Linked DNA regions of Ctenopharyngodon idella: region 2 is linked to region 1. A link is a contact called in public Hi-C data. All regions are on one chromosome and are shown on one strand. Each heading gives the region's core, a stretch centred on a gene start, on an enhancer-like site or on the middle of the called end of the contact. The rest is flanking DNA. Distances are from core to core; before and after follow the strand shown.

Region 1 (5,672 bases), core at 1,848-4,347:
GAAGCTGTTTATCAGGCAAGATAAACAGAAATGATAAGGTATTGAGGCTACTGTCGTCTAGCTTGATACACTTAATAACATACACTAATGTTCAAAAGTTTGGGGTTCGTAAGATTTTTTTTATTGAAATAAATTAATACTTTATTCAGCAAAGATGCATTAAATTGAGCAAAAATGACAGTAATATGGAAGTTTGTTTCTGCCACTAAATAAAAAAATTAAAAAAGGTGATTTGTGACTTTTTATCTCACAAAGTTATAAGATATAAACTCGCAATTCTGAGAAAAAATATGTCAGTGTTTTTTCCTATCACAACTGGACATTATAACACGCAATTGCGAGTTTATATCTCACAATTCTGACTTTATATCATGTGATTCTGACTTTTTTCCTCGCGATTCTGACTTTATATCACAATTCTGACTTCATATCACACAATTCTGACTTTATATCTCACAATTCTGACTTCATATCTCACAATTCTGACTTCATATCTCACAATTCTGACTTCATATCACACAATTCTGACTTCATATCACACAATTCTGACTATAACTCGCAATTCTGACTTTATATCTCGCAAATCTGACTTTATATCTCGCAAATCTGACTTTACATCTCGCATTTTTCAGACTTTTTTCTCACAATTCTGACTGTATATCTCGCAATTCTGAGAAAAAAGGTCAGAATTGTGAGATAAAAAGTTGCAATTACCTTTTTTATTTCATGGCGAAAACAAGCTTCCATACAGTAAAGACATTTATAATGTTACAAAACAAATCTATTTCAAATAAATGCTGTTATCTTGAACTTTCTATTCATGAAAAAAAAAATGAAAAAAAGTTTCCACAAAAACATTCAGCCGCAGTTTTCAACATTGCAAATAATTAGAAATGTTTCTTGAGCAGCAAATCAGCATATTAGAATGATTTCTGAAGGATCATGTGACACTGAAGACTGGAGTAATGATGCTGAAAATTCAGCTTTGCATCACAGGATTAAATTACACTTGAAACTTTTGAAAGCACATGCAAAGAAGTTTCTTATTTTTTTAAGTTTGATGAATTTGTATAGCGAACAAGACATATATACCAGTAGAGGATCTAAACGTCACAAATTGAGCTCAATACAAAGAGTAAAGTGGACAATTCATTATTATTATTAATCCTGAATGCATTATTATTTGTTATTTCGGATACATTACTTATTAAAAACAGTAGCCCTCACTGCAGTAATTTTACATACCAAAAGCCTAGTGAGACTGCATCTTAATCATACATTTTTAAATGTCTAAATACTTTTCAAAACTAGTCTATACATTAACAGCCTTTACTCACGTATCTTGTCTGCTCGACTGAACCGTGCAGTTACAGTGCTCTCCAAGTTACTGGAGAGACAGAGGTAGATCTCCACAGGGTAGACCTCCACTTTAACAGTGCTGGGAAGATCAACAACCTGCAAAGAGAAAGATGAAGACTTATTGACAAACACTGCCTATTCTGAACATCTCATTTGACTGACTCCAATACAAAGAAAAGTCTGGTTAACACTACCTTTCTTTCCAAAGGAGGCTGATCGTCCATCAAGTCATACCATGACAAGAGTTTATGCCAGGCTTCTGATGGGACCAGGATGAAGTCCTCATTCTCAGACAGCCTCTCTTTCAGGTGGTATGAATCCAAATCTACAGAAAGCATACAAACATATTCTTCATTCCCACGGTTATTAAGGGAACAGATTTACATAGAATGAGACATTAAACTTTTTTATGAGGCTGCTATGAGATCTTGTTCTTAAAGTCAGCATGAAACAGAAGTTGCGATAGTCTTTTCTGATGTATATCCAATTGAAACGGGTTCTCGAATGAGAAAAAAAATGTAGGACGGGACTTGATTTTGTCTATCAGGAATTGATTGGTTCACTGAATGGTTGTGGTTTGCTATTGGTGGATCTCATGTGAGTGACAGGTTGCCCCGCCCTCACACCAGTAAACAATTCATCAGAGAAGAGATGTCATTGCAAGAGGAAGGGAAAGCTATTTTGATTAAAGATTATGAGGGATTTTACTCTATAAAAAATGAAGAATTGCCAATTTTGATTTCATGGTGACTTTAACATAACAGAATACCAAAACGTACCTTCAAAGAGCTCGGTGTTATCAATCTTTCCAGGATAAGAGGACGAATTTTGGTCACCGGTGTGCACATACTCTTTCCACTGATCAAACCATCTCTTGTCCAACAAATACCTGGAAAACAGATACTTGCATCTGTCACATTCAGCACTGCTTGGTTACATCAGTCCAACATCATTTAATGAGCTTTAGGACAAATCTGTTTAATGTAAACTGCACAGGGCGCCAGTGTCAGACACGGATTAAGACACCAAACGCTTGTCATCTGCCTCTTAGGACGAGAATGAATTATGGCAGATCTGCCTTTCCTGTCCAAGGAACTGGAACAAACCGAAAGTAACTTTCCCATAACAGACTGACACACCTTCCAGAGATGGAAGTGAAACTTAAAGCAAGTGTAGTAATACTTTTGAAAATGAAATGAAACAATTTAAAGCAGGCAGAGTTGGGAATGTCGTAAGACAACCAACATGTCAAAACTTAATGCTGCTTAGGAAGCTGTTAACCAGATAAACAGATCTATCAGGCCTGAAACCCCACCTGTATGTTAGTTTCGCTCTCTTATGTGATCTTTAAATCATTTTTAACTCTCTCAATCACACTGGTATATGTACTATTGAATCTGAAAACCCTCAAGCCCCACAACTCAAACATATCAATTTTATAGAGATCTGTTAGTGCTTTATCTGTGTTGTTGTGGTTGTTTATTGAATGTTTGTTTGTTTGTTATTTAGGATGAAGTTTCTCTTACCAGCTGTCTCCGGCCCGCAGCTGTTGCTGGTTCAGGTTGTCGATCTCCCGCCACTGGGTCTCTAGTCCCGGAGGCTCCGTAGCCGAACCGGTGCTGCAGTTCGCAGCCATAATCACTCATAAAATCCGAAAAGAGCGTTAGAGCCGCATAGACAGACCGGAATGTTTTGACGCAGGAAGTAGGAAGCGGTTAGAATGACAACTTCCGCCTTGCGAAAGGGGGCGGATTTCGAGGGCGTGTGTGATGTAAGAGAGAGTTTAGTTTGAACATATTTTGTTAGATAAAATCTGATAATTAATTAACTAACTAACTAACTAAATAAATAAAAGACAAATGCGATAAATATCTTGCCATTTTCATAAAATTTACCCTGAGCTTATGTTTTCATATTAATTTTGTCCTTTATTTAATTCTGCAAATTGTAATGTACACTATTTATTTACACATTTCTGTGTATTGATTACAAAAATATTAATTTCCACATTTAATCATTTTATTAATAATCCTTTATCACTTATTAAATATTGCTGAAACATTTAACTATTATTAATGTTCCCATAAATCATCTAAAACTGATTATTTCTATTATATCAAGTGTTGTGTGTAATTAATTACTAAGTAATCTAATTACTGTAATTTAATTACTTTTCCCTTGAAAAAGTAAAGTAAGGGATTAGCTACTCTTAATTTTTCTGTAATTTAATTACAGTTACTTCTGGTGTATACATCAATTCTATATAAATAATAGTGGATTTAAAATCAAAACTTAATTTTAAAATGTATGTTTTTAATGTAACCATCTCCCTTTACACACTTTGGTCAGTTCAAGAATAATTAATGCAATTGTATAATGTTTATTTGAAAGAATTAAAAGTACAGTTTCATGTCTATCCTTGAATTGTTCAACTGACTGAGGTTGATATGGGATTTGTAAAGTAATCAGTAACAAGTAATCCAATACTTTTTAGAAAGAGTAATTGGTACAGCAATCTAATTGCACTGTTGAAGATGTCATTAGTAGCTAGTAATTAATGCCGCCTTCACGTGCTCTTGGAATAATCACGACTTCACAAGTGGGAATTATCAAATTACCGATAGCACGTGAGGGAGCATAACTTTTGGCGCTCTATAGCGTTAATAAACAACAGAACTGCGTGCGTCTTGCGGAAGAACACTGTAGCCGGAGCTACTTCTCTCTGTTTATGTCTATGAGGAGTCACGCAGGTACGACCCGAACCAGTCTAAAATAGTCTGAATATAAACGCTTATTATAGGTGTACCGTAGTGATTTAGGATAATACAAAAACACAGTTTGGAAAATTAATTCATGATGTACGGACAGCAGCTTTAATTACTTTTTTAGAGTAACTTACCCAACACTGTAACCTATTTATCACGATCTAATTATAATATTCCAACAGAGAATCCTTCACAAATGGACAGTATTAACAGTCTAATAATATGCCTTCATTCCTGTCAGAGAACCGTAAGCAACCTAACATTTTGGCTGTAGGACAACGCATATGGCACACGGTGGCAGTGTTTGTCACAGAACGAATTTACCCAAATTACACAGATATGGATTGTTTTATTGATCAGTTAAGAATCTGATTAAAATGGTTAAACTGTTCAAATTTACCTTGAACACTTTAGATATTTTTTAAGAAATGTCATTTAATAAAAACGATGCAAACTAAAATGACCTAAAGCTGATGTTCTCAAGGCTGCAAGTGCTTGGAAATTAGTTATTTTCTTTCTGATGATGATGATTATAAAGTGATACAGTAGGTCCTGAGGTCGTGTTGACAGTAAAGCTGATGTGTAGACTGGACATGTGGCTTTGAGAACACACATTCCCCGAGTCTCTTATTTAACACAATGAAAATACGTCATTTCTGTTCTTTTTTTCCATTCCCCTGGCACAAAAAGAACATGAACTTCTCATTGCCCCTGAATCTTTAGGCCAGTAAATGTGTCATTGTCATAATTCCATATTTCTGACTGACGGCTGATTGATTTGTGAGCAGCTGATAATTTGGTGGTGAATGTTCACTCTGTAGTGCCTTTCAGTCTCTCTGTAGCAGTCTGTGTTTAGTCCTCTATTGCCCTATCATCAGATGTCATCATTTCTTCACCTCCAGCGCACATGTCTGTCATCTAGATTTAGTGTTAAGGCACTCAGACTGAGTAAACTGTGCTGGCAATAGCCTAATGGTTCCTCGTCAACATAGAGAAAGAGAGATCATATGTAGTAAAAGAGAACAAGATCCACCATCTTTACAGGACCATTAGGTGTTTTTCACCTACATACTGTCACACATGATTTGAGCACTTATGTAAATAGGGCAGAATGATTCTCTTTAACACACATTAATATTTATGCCCAAGTAAAGTGGCTTGTGCATTGCATGTGACAATGCAATAGTAGTGCATGCAAAATGCATGAGAACTTGGACTCTTATGTGTGAGCATGCATTATTATAAGTGAATTTTTCTCTATTCTTATGAGAGAGAACAATCTACTGTAAAATGTGTATTTAAGATCTAACTTGATCCCAGCTAACAGGGAATGTTCTCAAAACTTTGGCTATTGTTCTGGCAAGTTTCTCTCAAAGTTATGAGCAAACGTTCTTCTAGTAACGTCAATAGAATGTTTGTTCAATGTTGTCTTGGTTTTTTTTCAAAACGGTAGCACAAAAATGTTGCTATACATCGTTCATGGAAGTTTTTTTTTAACATTTTAGTTTGTCTAGCATTTTTTAAATGTTCAGAAACATTCAAGTAACA
Region 2 (5,771 bases), core at 358-2,857, 140 kb after region 1:
AATTCCATATATATACATATATAAACCCAAATCCACACACAATCAGATCAGCCACAACAGTATCTTGAAAAGGTTTATAATATTGACTAGTACATTAATGACAATTAGTGACTTAACAGGTCACTCACTCTAACAAGTCCTTTGTCAGCGTGTGGATTTCTTTTAAAATAACCAGAAAACCCAATAAACAAACTATAAAATCTCAACTTATATCACCGATAGTTGGACACATTCATATTTCACAACTAAAGATGGCTTAATATTGACTAGGTATATGTTTTTATGTGTTCAGGCACCTCTACAAAATGTATGTGCAAATCCAAGAGGTATAAACAAACCTGGTTTTGGAGCAACTTTGAAATGTGCCTTTCAGATTCAGTAAAAAAATAATAATAATACAGGTATGAAAAATGAATCATTTTGTTATGAACAGTTTCTTTTGCATTGTGAACAGTTGATAAATCAAATAACCAAGAGAAATGGCACCAAACTGATACCAATATGACCCATCAATATGACTATAAACATAAGTTTGAGGAAGGGTTTATATTTTTAATTGTTATCCTTGAAGGAAATCATACATTTATGATTACATACACGGCTCATAGTGACCACAGTTGAGCTCCAGGATGAAGCTGAAAAGTGACACGAACTCACGATTTTATTTTGTATTATTATTTAAAATCCATATAATGCCCCTCCATTGTGCATTGACAATATTTTCGTGATGTTCTTAGCAGCCATATATTTAAAATGAGAATTTCAAATTTGATCTGTGTTCTTTCTTTGACATAAATCAATGTGGTTCTTTCTCATTTCAAGATTTCTAAGAAGTAAATATGCGCCTCTTGTATTATACAGCAGCTTGGTTTGTTGACTGCTTTTCAGCTTTTGCTATTGGTCAATGCCAAAGTTATCCGAAGCCTTGCATGGGTTGGTGTTTAATTTTTCCAAGGAATGTTATAATGCTGACACCCTGCTTTGTGTTTCTTACTGAGCCAGTTTCACTGCAGAGAATTACTGTTATAATAAAACCCACATACTTATATCCCCAGTATTCCCAGACTCATCTTTAAAAATGTTATTATTCAGTTCATTTATTGTATCAAAGATATACAATTAAATAAAAGTATGTACATTTCTGAATAATCATTTGTATCATGTCCTATTTTTTATGCCTTCTATGGGTCTATAAAAGCTATTTGTAAGCGTTGTGGTGCTCTTGTGAACGTGCGTCGGAGACTGATACTGAAGAGAGGAAATTGTTGAATAAAGTCGTTATTTTGTTTTTTGGCCCACAAAAAGTATTCCCGTCGCTTCATAACATTAAGGTTGAACCACTGTAGTCACATGAACTGTTTTAAATATGTCTTTAGTACCTTTCTTGGCATTGAAAGTGTAAATTAACTTGCTGTCAAAGGAGGCCTCACTGAGCCATCGGATTTTACCAAAAATATCTTAATTTGTGTTTCGAAGATGAACGAAGGTCTTACGGGTGTGGAACGACATGAGGGTGAGTAATAAATGACAGAATTTTCATTTTTGGGTGAACTAACCCTTGAACATCATCAAGTTTCTAGTGATGCGGTTTCTGTGATAGATTATTTTGCCTGGTGAATCTTCACTGTCAGCCTCTGAAGGCTGTGATCGACTCTTCAGGTCTGCTTTCAAGATGGCGCCGCTCGCATCTTCCACACGTGAATTGTTCAGTGAGGCAGTTCGGGCTGTTTTGGAAACGTGGCCGGTGCTGCAAGTTAGTAAATTCATAACATTACATTCCGAAAAATATATTATTCGTAGAATATTATTAGGCAATCTTCAGTTTGAGCCGAATTTTATTTAGTAATCATAAATATGACTGCTAACAGATTAGCATGTTAGCACTGCAAAGTATAAACAAGAAGTTAATATATTACAATAAACATATATGTACCCTTTAAGTCTTCTTGTATGGATATTTTGTCTAGCTGCACAGGAATTGCGATTATGCGCAGCTCGATTTGATCTTCCTCCCGGGAGTGGCTGCACCTACTTCTGATTTATAGATGTAATGGATTGAGAAATTAACGAGCTCAGTGTTTTCTCACAGATCGCGGTCGATAATGGTTTTGGTGGAGCTTATAGTCAGCAGAAAGCGGAGTGGATGGTGGACGCGCTGCAGCAGTATTTCATCGACAACGGTCAGAGCTGTCAAATGATTCCCTCTAACACTTTATAGGATGTTTTCTGATGTCAACTTACAGCAAACCCCGTTTGTGCTCCCCACAGATGAGCTGCAGCAGGATGAAGTGGAGGATTTCATCTCAGAGCTGATGAACAATGAATTCGACACTGTGGTGGATGATGGCAGCTTGCCTCAGGTTTGCTTTGTCTATGAATATATTAGAATTACATATGCTTACAGATGGTAAATATGTATGTTTGTGAAACTCTTCTGGTCTTGGCTCTTGCTCAGGTGGCACAGAAGGTGTGTGTGATGTTCCAGCAGTGTCAGCAGGGCAAACTGACGGAGGTCAGAGAGCAGATCAACCAGCTCGTTGAGAAGAAGAGCGCTGGGAGGGCAAAGGCCACACCTGCCAAAACACCTGATGATGATGATGATGAGTGTGAAGATGAAGAGGTACAGTACATATATATACATACACACACACACACATATAAAAATAAGGATTATAGGCCTTTTTTATTATTATTTGACCTAATAAAAATATATATATTTATGTGTGTAATTAGCCTATAAGAATTATACACTTGCATTTAAAACCCAAGCAAATTTTTTTCATAAAAATGGTTGACTTTACTTAAGATACACATAAATTGTAAGAATATGACTAATACTGATGAATAAACATATAACAGTCCCAAACTAGTTTAAGGTTACCATGTTAAGGAAACAAAAGTTACCATGGTAAAATACACAATACTAGCATGAACTGTTAATGAAAGATATGGAAACTGCTGCTGATGAATACGATTTAACATCATACCTGCATACAAATCCTTCCCAGCTAACACACAAAGTACCAGTTAAGTGATTTATTGGTACTTTTTGGTAATTTCATGGCTTAATAATTGACAACATAACTGTGACGTTGCATGCTCGTAATTGCGATATACATGGCTTGTCACCGCAATTGAAGAGTGCGCGCTACGAGCACAGTATAACAGCTGACAGGACAGGAAAATTTGATTTTCTGAGGCGAGAGACTTTTTTTTTAGTAGTCACAAGTTACGAAAAATAACATTAAAATGATGACACTGATATGTAGCCTGACATCTCATCTGACCGCAAATACTGAATCAGGACAACGCGTTTTTCTCAGGCACTCTTAAAGGGGTGGTTGATTATGATTTCACTTTTTTAACTTTAGTTAGTGTGTAATGTTGCTGTTTGAGCATAAACAACATCTGCAAAGTTACGACGCTCAAAGTTCAATGCAAAGCGAGATATTTTCTTTTACAGAAATCACTTTTTAAGGACTACAACAAACGACTGGTAGGGACTACAACGAGCTTCTTCCTGGGTTAGTGACGTCACTAACCCTAAAATTTACATAAACCCTGCCCCCAAGAGCACACAACAAAGGGGGTGAGGGCATGTTGAGCTGCTTTAGAGAAGAGGAAGAGTTGTTGTGGTAGAGTGTTGTTACCATGCCGTCATTTTACGCCGGACTGCTTCACAAACGAGGGTCAATTCAATTGGATTTGCAGCTTAACATGACGGCACATGCTAGTCGATGAGTTGAATCAACTCCACAGCAACTACATAAATTTATCCACTAACCATTCAGAAACGTCCAGTTTCTTTCTAAAAGTTGTAACTTCTTCCTGAGTCTCTCCATCAGTGTCCAACTCCGGTTTGAACAATGTAAGGCTGAACACCGTTACTGACAATCCTCATTTTAGCTGTGTGAGATTCTCCAGCTTTGTTGTTGTTGAGCAACCGAAGCGTGAGCTGTTAAAGCTCCGCCCTCTTCTGGAAAGGGGTCTGGGAGAAGCAGCTCATTTTTATTTAAAGGGACACACACAAGCTATAATAAATGATCTGTGGGGTATTTTGAGCTGAAACTTCACAGACACATTCTGGAAACACCAGAGACTTATATTACATCTTGTAAAAGGGGCATTATAGGTCCTCTTTAAACTGTGTCTGACAGAAATGTCAACCTCTTTCAAAATAAAAGTCTTGCATCAGTTTTTTTGAGAGCTTGCATCAGAAAAACAAATGTTTGTTGTTGTTGTTTCTTTGACGGCACACTCCACAACCCAATTCAGAAACACTGTAGTACAGCACGTATCGCATGCAATTGCCCCCATTAAGAATGAATAACCTCACTGGTTGTTTTTCTCTCAGGCTATGGAGTGTGATGGAGGTGCAGAAGGACCTTCAGTGAACGGCGCAGCAGTGAAGGAGCAGCTTCCACCGGCCACGAGTCACGAGGAACAGGATGACGGATGGACGGTTGTACGCAGAAAGAAGTAGCAGGACTTAAAAGTATTAGGACTGATGAATTTCTTAATTTAAAACACATTTTAAGGACTTCTTCTACTGTGGATACTTATGTATTTGCAACCGCAACAAACTTACAAAACCTATATGTTACATCTGACTAATGTTTAAACACCTGTGCAGATCAAAACAGATGGATTACTTCACTGGACCTCTTGGGGTTTCTTTCATAAATGATTAGTTATAAGACATTATGACTATAGTCCAGTGATTTTCATTTGCATATGTTTTGTAACTGGTATGCTTTTGTGCATATACAAATATGTATATAAATTTCTATGGTCTAGTTATTTGCTACAACTCTGAATTTTCTCTTTGACTTGCTGTGTATATCCTTATTTATAATTTGCAGGTTAATGCATGAAATGGTCCTTTATCGCCCCCTTCTGTCACTGCAGTATTACTGCAACAGTAAAATGAAGTGCTGGATTTTACATATATGTAGTATTTGATTTCTTAAAACGGCTTAAAATGCACATTCTGATAAACTTTTTTAATCAATGTAAGATATAATACATCAAAATCATGAAAAAAAATTCTAATTGTTTTTCATGTTTGATTATTATTTACAATGTTTAAACATGCTACATTGTTACAGTATGATCATATTAGAATTATTTAAAAAAAAAAAAAAAAAAAAAACTCCATCTTCACATCCATGTTTCTAAGTGATACTTTATTCATCCATACACAGGGTTTAAGATCTCAAGTCTTTATTGAATTTAGTCAAGTATTCATAGTGTTTTGTATGTTCACAAACAAGCATTCCTCACACATATTCGCAGACAAATATAAAAAGGTGAGGGGCTTTTTTTTTTTTTCCTTTTTGTTTGTTTTTGCAGATGGCATGTCAAGGCACTATTTTAACATATAAATATGCGACCCTTCTACACAATTAAATGACCATACAATGAAACTCGAGACTACAGACGTATCTCCACCATGATCAGAGATCAAAGCTTCTTTAAATATATATATATATAAAAAAAAAAACAGGTTTGAGGTTCTAGCTAAGTCTGTGCTCAGGATACTGTATGTCCAGTTTGTTTTACCTTAACAGTGAGTTTACACTCTGAAAGGTGGATGTGTGATCAGACGGACCTAAATGACTCAGACCGCACAAACGCAGTGAAAGACTGTTTTATAGGGAAAACAGAGCGTTATGAGTTGATCCAGGGGTGCTGTAGACACTCGGCAGCTGTGGCGCGGCTCTCTGGGATGAACTCGAGCATTGTGAGCAGGAAGTCGCTGAACTGAGCAG

The links. Hi-C and Micro-C count contacts between places; a contact is called where the count stands out from the background.
Region 2: a contact with region 1 is called in a Hi-C map of muscle, with 2.5 times the contacts expected there. The contact joins the promoter of tsr2 here to the promoter of usp11 in region 1. A contact is called at or near these places in 2 of 2 Hi-C or Micro-C datasets (both in muscle).

Annotation. Positions count from the first base shown.
Region 1 is chr8:29,623,489-29,629,160 of HZGC01, forward strand. It overlaps usp11 (ubiquitin specific peptidase 11), which reads right to left and starts at 3,098. Exons shown (of 21, transcript XM_051902731.1): 1 at 2,886-3,098; 2 at 2,139-2,248; 3 at 1,554-1,684; 4 at 1,338-1,455. The coding sequence starts at 2,995.
Region 2 is chr8:29,765,214-29,770,984 of HZGC01, forward strand. It overlaps tsr2 (TSR2 ribosome maturation factor), which reads left to right and starts at 1,608. Exons shown (of 5, transcript XM_051902539.1): 1 at 1,608-1,753; 2 at 2,090-2,180; 3 at 2,269-2,360; 4 at 2,456-2,620; 5 at 4,355-4,944. The coding sequence starts at 1,673. The coding sequence ends at 4,483. cdk16 (cyclin-dependent kinase 16) reads left to right here. Exons shown (of 17, transcript XM_051902538.1): 17 at 1-1,057. It overlaps srpk3 (SRSF protein kinase 3), which reads right to left. Exons shown (of 16, transcript XM_051902536.1): 16 at 5,168-5,771. The coding sequence ends at 5,671.